Linked DNA regions of Danio rerio: region 1 is linked to region 2. A link is a contact called in public HiCAR-type data. All regions are on one chromosome and are shown on one strand. Each heading gives the region's core, a stretch centred on a gene start, on an enhancer-like site or on the middle of the called end of the contact. The rest is flanking DNA. Distances are from core to core; before and after follow the strand shown. Region 1 overlaps tbxas1 (thromboxane A synthase 1 (platelet)). Region 2 overlaps hipk2 (homeodomain interacting protein kinase 2).

Region 1 (4,196 bases), core at 492-2,991, 290 kb before region 2:
TGATTTTAAATCTAATCCAGCAAAAAATGTTTAATAAGAAAGTCACATATATTTTAGATGACCTGAGGGTGGGTAAAGTTTCATTTTTGGGTGCTCTTTTCCGGTGTACACGTAATATGATCAAAATGCTACAAAATACAAAAGCTGCATAAACAAACCAGTAAATAGTTAATATTATTCTTCATATGCTATAGATTTAACATCTATTTTTCTTTCTTGATTGTGTTACATTTCTCTTGCTATTGCAGCCAGAATCAAGTCATTCTGAAAGGAATTTTATAAGATCATCTGGGCTTCTTCAGCGCCTATGCCCTCATTCAGGGCTGTCAACAGTTTAGTTCCAACCTTGCTTCAACACGCGTACCTGTAGGTTTCAAACATGCATTAAAGAACTCAATTAGTTTGATCAGGTGTGTTTAATTGGGGTTAGCCAACTACACCTGTCAAGTCATGTGTTGCTTTTAAAACTCAGATTTTTACAAACAAAGCAGTTCATGGATTTGCTCCTGGTTTTATTTGTGATATGGTGAAGATCACTTTCTACTCGCTGTTTACGTACTGCATCGGGTCTCACTCTGTTTCATCCTCGTTACAGACTCAACACTATAGGAGGTAGGAACGCCGGTTACCTGGACTGTTTTAAGAAACCGCTTAAGACTCACTTAAAAATTCCTTTTAATTTATGAAGATTTCTTAATTAACGATTAAAAATAATTAATAATTCAATTTGTTGCATTTTGGCATTCAATTGTTTTCTTGTATTATTGTTTTTATTGTTTTACAGCGCTTTTTTTGTAGTTTGAGGAAAGCGCATAAAAAATAAAATGTGTTATTATTATTATTATTATTATTATTATTATTATTATTATTACCTACTAAACAGATATCAGAGAACAATTTAACTTATTTAACCAATGCAGTATAGGGCACCTTTAAACATATTTCTGTGCTGCTGTGCATCCTTGTGTGTGTAATAAGCAATGTGTATGCATGTTTTGGATCCATCTATTATTAACGCACTCTTTAAATAAAAAAAAAATTAATAAAAAAACATTAAATTTAGATCAGCTTTTAGTTAAAAAAATAGCGATGTGCCAGCAATGCGTCATAAAACACCTACTTTTCAGAACAGCACTCACTTAGGCCAACAAATACATTTGCTATATAAACAACATGATGCATGATGTGAAAATGATACCTGTGCCAGGCAACACACAACAACATTTAAAATATGCAATAAATATTGATGATGTTTTCTTAAATTGTTAGTGTTTTTCAATTTGCGTGTGTGTTTTTATTTTTATTTTACATGCAGTCAATTTGAGCTTTTTCTCTCTTACACTAGTGCACAAATAAATCCAGAAGCATACTTTGGGCTTACTCTTCAATCTCATTTGCAGTTCAGCAGAGTCAAACACGCTGCATGATAATTGGTCTTGATGCACCATATTTAAATCTTAACACACAAACAGCACAAATTATTTTTGATAGCTACGGCTGGAAAAAAAAACGTGAGATCAAGGTGAGCAAAAGATCACTTTTAGCTGCTGAACTGTCAATTTATGGAGCCGTTTTGCATCTTAAACAAACTCCAAATTGCTTCTAGATTTGTTAAATACTATTTCTCGCCAGAAACAGTTTGTGGCTCTCAGGTAAACACTCTTGGCGCTGCACAGAAGTGGTTACACTCTGGTGCGTTTTAGCACAAAACACTTTCAGCGCCCTCAAGCAGGGTGTGTGAGGAGAGTGACATTTGAGAAGCTTTTAGGAGTCGAAACTGAGAGCGGCACACACACGGTGAGGGGCGTTTAGAGAATAAAAACTGCTCTGAAGGAGGAGCTGAAGACACTTTCTTTCTGAGCCAAACGCTGATAGACATTATAACAGCAGGCTAGATGAGGCTGACCTTCGGTATACACCGGGCCAGATGTCTTTGTGTATAGATCCCCAGCTGCTCGATATAAAGAGAGTATTAAGTTATTGCTGGCTATACATTCGGCTTAAGACATGAGGCGTCATGAGACAAGGCCAAGGCTGAGCTTGAGTTTTATTGTGCTGCTTGTAATGCTTACTGCTTTTATAACTTCTGCCATAAGCTCTTTTATTTGAAAACTTTCACGGCAACTGGGTTTATAAACATCTCTCCGGTTTATTTTCCATCCTGGGGATCCTGTCAGTTAACTTCAAAATCTAAAGTATTGCAAGTTAGCGTGATTCGCTCGTTGTAAATCAACCATCGAATAAATTATGCAGTTTAATTACATTTTTTTTTATACTACACTTTTTTTTATATAATTTTTAAAATATATACTAGAGCAGGTCATTTGGTATTTTAAAGTGACAGTACTGGAGTTAAATATCAGAAAACATAGCAATTTTCTCAGTAAATGCAATTATCATAAGAATCATTTTGCAATGGTATGAATCATTTGAATCAGACCTTATAAACACTTCCCTTTCATAAGCCAACTCTACTTTGCTTGGTCAGGTGGCCAAGTCTGATTTAATGTCGTGGGCAGGTGATGATTATGCAATTGTATGACTTTATTCATGTTCACTTAGATCAGTGGCAGGCAAAAGATTCGAAAAAAATACAATGACTCGTTAATGCGACTCAGAGCAAACTCTTTTCTTTGAGAGATCCCACATGAAAAAATACTACATAATGTATAGTAAATCCTAGTGTTTTTGAACCATACTAAAGTGCTTGAATTTAATCTGTGGTGGTAATTCTATAGTTGCTATAATAACACTACAACTAATATACTACTAGTAATATAGTAATACTAGTAATATAAACAAATGACTCAATATTGTTTTCTTTATTTTTATAACTATATAGGGTACTGTATATTATACAGTACATCAAAGTTCATTCATTCATTTTCTTTTCGGCTTAATCCCTTTATTAATCCGGGGTCGCCACAATGGAATGAACCGCCAACTTATCCAGCATATGTTTTATGCAACGGATGCCCATCCAGCTGCAACCCATCACTGGGAAACACCCATACACTCACTCACACATACACTACGGACAATTTAGCTTGCCCAATTTATCTATACCACACGATTTGGACTTGTGGGGGAAACCGGAGCACCCGAAGGAAACAAACATGATCAAAGGGGGGGGGCAAGCAAACTCCACACAGAAATGCCAACTGACCCAGTAGGGGCTCGAACCAGCAACTTTCTTGCTTGATTGTGCTACCCACTGCGCCACTGTGCTGCCCCTAAATCAAAGTTTACTATTGTATAAACTAAAGTATACTACTTTATCAGTTCACTATAGTTAATACTGCACTATGCTGAATCGTTCATTAACAAAGTGTTGTAAATACTATAATACACACACACCGGCCACTTTATTAGGTACACATTACTAGTACCTGGTTGAACCCCCTTTTGCCTTCAAAAATGCCTTAATACTTTGTGGCACCGATTCAACAAGGATCTGTCGGCTGCACATCTATGATGCAAATCTCTCATTTCACCACATGCCAAAGGTGTTTTATTGGATTGAGGTCTGGTGACTGTGGAGGCCATTTGAGTACAGTGAACTTATTGTCATGTTGTTGGGTTGTGGCATTGACACGATGCTCAATTGGTACTAATGGGCCCAAAGTGCACCAAGAAAATATCCCGCACACCATTATACCACCACCAGCCTGAACCGTTGATACAAGGCAGGATGGATCCATGCATTCATGTTGTTGATGCCAAATTCTGACCCCACCATCTGAACGCCAACTTATTACACCAGGCAAGGCTTTTCTAATCTTCTACTGTCCAATTTTGGTGAGCGTGTGTGAATTGTAGCCTCCGTTTCCTGTTCTTAGCCTACAGGAGTGGCACCCAGTGTGGTCTTCTGCTGCTGTAGCCCATCCGTCTCAAGGTTGAACATGTTGTGCTTTCAGAGATGCTCTTCTGCATAGCTCGGTTGTAACGAGTGGTTATTTGAGTTACTGTTGCCTTTCTATCAGCTGAAACCAGTCTGGTAATTCTCCTCTGACATTTGCGCCCACAGAACTGCCGCTCGCTAAATATTTTCTCTCTTTCAGTCCACTTTCTGTAAACCCTGGAGATGGTTATGCGTGAAAATAAGCAGTTTCTCATCAACCCATCTGGCACCAACAACCATGCCATGTTCAAAGTCGTCATTTAAATATCATTCTTCCCCATTCTGATGCTCGGTT
Region 2 (3,813 bases), core at 415-2,914:
AATAAGTAAATAAAATTTCCCCAAATCAATAAATATATATATATATATATATATATATATATATATATATATATATATATATATATATATATATATATATATATATGTTTGGAGCCAATTTATTGTAATTAAACACTTTAAATGGTTAGTGATAAGTTTTATTATTACTATTTACAAAGGAAAAAATAAATAGTATACATTAGCAGCAAATAAATTAGCAAACAGTTTAGCTTATTAAAATTAATAGCTACTATAAAGAAATAGAATCAAGTTATCAAATCTCATTAATCTGTTCTTCACTGTATAAATTACACATTCTGATTAAACAGCAACGAATAAATATTATTCATTTAGATTTTTGATAGGCGTCACTTTAAAAGATGCACTTTAAAAAAAAATTTTATGCTCATTTAACACAAAATTAGTTGTGTTTGAAAAAAACCCCCACCAAGATCGACATCTTTAGATGTTATTATTATTAATTATGTGGATACGTCTGTTCAAACATGCACCCAAAACCCAGACTTTCGCTCCACTTCAAATCGTATGTGCAGAATCTGTTTGGGAAAAAACGTCTATTTATCACTATAGAGTGCGTCGAGGGGTGCGTTTTCATTTTGCTGTAATGAAAAAGAAGGGAATCGTGCCATTTGTATATTTTCTTTCGTGTTTTCTTGCCTAAATAAAACGAATGCACAGAACAGACTCGCATTGAATAGCAATGGGCGCCCCCTGGTGGCTCAGCGGTATGGGTTGCATATAGGGAGGATCGGCTCTTAATGTTTATTGCCACCCTTCATAGAAAGAACGAAAATATGGGAAAATACCTTTACGGGATGTTAGCAGGATAGAACTAAAATACAGGAGAATCTCGGGAAAAACAGGAGGGTTGACAGAATACAGACATTATTCTATCTACATTAATTAGCAACATTAGTTAATGTGTTCATTTTTACTCATAGTGCATTAACTAATGTTAACAAGCACAATTTTAAATTTTAATAATGCATTAGTAAGTGTTATTAATAATAAATGCTGTACAAGTATTTTAGTTCATTTTTAGTTCATTTCAATTTTACTAACATTGATTAAAGCTTGTAGTTAAGTGTGTCCTTAATGTTAGTGCTTAAAGTTTGGGATTAGGTTTTATTTTATTAATCAAGAATGCATTACATTTATGACATTTAAATGTTTACAACAACTGCTGTTCTTGTGAAGATGTTTTCTGGTGGAAGACTGTATAGGATAAACAGCTCAACCATTTTTAACAGTGAAAATAGTAAGAAATGTGAATTGTGCATCAAATCAGCATATTAGAAAAACCTCTGTTGGATCACGTGATATTGGCGAGTAAAGAAATACTGAAATATCAACTTTTTTGATTTCAGAAAGAAATTAAAATGTAACTGTTCTTTAAAAAAAAAACTGCAACCTTGGTGAGAAAGATGCTTTACTTTTTATAAAAACATTACAAGCTCTTGCCAATTCCACACTTTGAAACATTTCTGCACTCATAAAAGGACATTTTTTAATCATGCTTGTTTTGTTTGTTTCAGGAATTCCCATCCCCATGGCAGCCATTACAATCCCATTATGCAACAGCCAGCCTTACTGGCAGGTCACGTCACCCTGCCCCCTCAGCAACCTCTTAATGTGGGTGTGGCTCATGTCATGAGACAGCCATCCAACAACCAATCAAACTCCAAAAAGAACAAGCAGCACCAGATGAACAACAGGTCAGATATCCCTTACTTTAAACAAACAAGCAACAAAAATGCACCAGATTTACTGTGTTTAGATTTGGTGGAAATCAGACAGGATATTGTTTTAAGTGTTCAACTTTGACGAAAAAACTTTTTTGGGATGGGGTGGCACAAGAATCACTGGGATTAAAGGGATAGTTTACCTAAAAATGAAAAATTACTGTTTACTCACCCTCAATTGCTGCTCTGGTTTCTTGATTCTGATGAACTATTAGGACAGTATTTGAAGAAAGCTGGAATTTGGTAACCAATCACTTAAAATAATAATAATAATAATATTATGGAAGTCAATAGTTACTGGTTTCTAGCATTCTTCTTTTATTTTTAGCAGTAAAACGAAACTTAAGCAGGTTTGTGACAAGTGAAGGGAGAGTAAACAATGATAGAAATTTTTTGTTTTATGGTCAGCTATCCCTTTAAAGCAATTGTAGTATAAAAAGGGAATACACAACTAAAATATCTGAAGGTTACACTACTGGAGGCAAACATGAGCAGAAAGTGGACAGGCCCTTGAATGACAGCACATCTGCAGCCACAGCACATTACTAGTCTTTCACATTAGTGATGCACAGGGAAGACTCCACATGTTGCTGTAGTCCCTTTAGGATGGCTTTAGGTTTCAGACACTTTAGAACAGCTTACCATCTTGCCAAGTCAGTGAAAACTGGAAAGTTAAGCTGCCAGTTAAATAGGGCTTGTCAGATAATTCAGGAATTTGCCAGCAGACACCAGATTAACAGCAACAACTTGCGGGTACATTTACAAGTGTTCTGTCATTTTTATCAATGTTTTTATTTCTCTAAATAGCTCACTTAAATGGATAGTTCACCCAAAACTGAAATAATCATTTGCTCACCCTTATTAAATAAATATATTACAAAAGTACTGATATTTTTCTTTCACAGGAACATGTCAGCGTACGACGTGTCCTCCACCCAGCCGGTGACATCACCTCAGCGCTCCAAACGGGTGAAAGAGAACACCCCGCCTCGCTGTGCCGTGGTTCAAAACGGCCCTCCCTCCACCTGCGTCCCATCACAGACCTGCACAGGCGGTGGATGGGGAGGTGAACAGGCATGTAGCACTACTCGAGACCACCACGGTCAACACAACCCACCACGCCAAACCATCATCATCCCCGACACCCCGAGCCCAGCGGTCAGCATCATCACCATCAGCAGTGACACGGATGAGGAGGATGACCTCAAACAACCCACTAACACCAGGTCAGAAAAATGGGTCGAGCTGTAATGAGACATATTTGTGAGCTAAAGCGGGAAATGATGTAGGGCATAATCTGTTTTTTTTTTCCAGTAGGAATTGATTAGATTGTGTTAATGTTTGGATTATTGAATAGAACTTAGCTAGATGAGGAGACTATTGTCATCTGTAGAGTTGCTTTATTTAAAGAATATGAACCCAAGCTGTTTAATGATTAATTAATTTTGCAGCATCAACAATCATTTAATTTTCAAAGTGTAAAGTAACTCATTACTTTTTTTTTTTAAAGTAATAATATTTAAGTTACTGTTTTGAAAATATAATGTGAGTTACTTGTTAGTTTAATTAATTAGCTTTAAAAAAATCATTTATTTATTATTTGTTATTGGCTTAGCCCCTTTATTATTCTGGGGTCGCCACAGCTGAATGAACCACTAACTAAGCTGAAAAGAAAATGAATGAATGAATAAATGAATGAATGAATGAATAAATGATTGGATGAATAAATGAAATGATACAATTCTTGAGGTTTTTTAGGACAACTTAATTGTTTTATGTTCAATCTACTTAAATTTAGAAAAACAAACAAGGTAACTTAGTTCCTTCATGTTGTCCCAACACAAATCAATTGTGTGGAACCCATCATTATGCTTATTCCAGACTTGTTTGAGTTTTCTTCTTCTGTTGAACACAGTAGAAGATATTTTTAAGAATGTTTGAAACTGGTAGCTATTAGCTATGCTTCCATCCAAAGACGCGAATTATACTTTGCGCAAAACTGGAATATTGCATAAACCATTAAAACCAGCTAAATCCACATCTGCTTTTT

The links. HiCAR-type assays count read pairs that join an accessible place to other places.
Region 1: a contact with region 2 is called in a HiCAR-type map of caudal fin, with 6 times the contacts expected there. The contact joins two enhancer-like sites. A contact is called at or near these places in 2 of 18 Hi-C or Micro-C datasets (caudal fin and embryo) and 1 of 4 datasets of contacts at active chromatin or transcription factors (caudal fin).

Annotation. Positions count from the first base shown.
Region 1 is chr18:14,125,651-14,129,846 of GRCz12tu, reverse strand. All of the region lies in intron 10 of tbxas1 (thromboxane A synthase 1 (platelet)), which reads right to left. Among named protein-coding and RNA genes, the nearest start is that of parp12a, 71 kb to the left of the region's middle. Within about 2 kb of position 1,741, at least 5 of the 62 cell types and tissues checked have an H3K27ac peak or open chromatin away from gene starts, as enhancers often do. A contact at or near this core is called in caudal fin, where this site is marked.
Region 2 is chr18:13,831,447-13,835,259 of GRCz12tu, reverse strand. It overlaps hipk2 (homeodomain interacting protein kinase 2), which reads left to right. Exons shown (of 15, transcript NM_001099985.4): 11 at 1,557-1,736; 12 at 2,669-2,989. Among named protein-coding and RNA genes, the nearest start is that of si:ch211-1e14.1, 17 kb to the right of the region's middle. Within about 2 kb of position 1,664, at least 8 of the 62 cell types and tissues checked have an H3K27ac peak or open chromatin away from gene starts, as enhancers often do. A contact at or near this core is called in caudal fin, where this site is marked.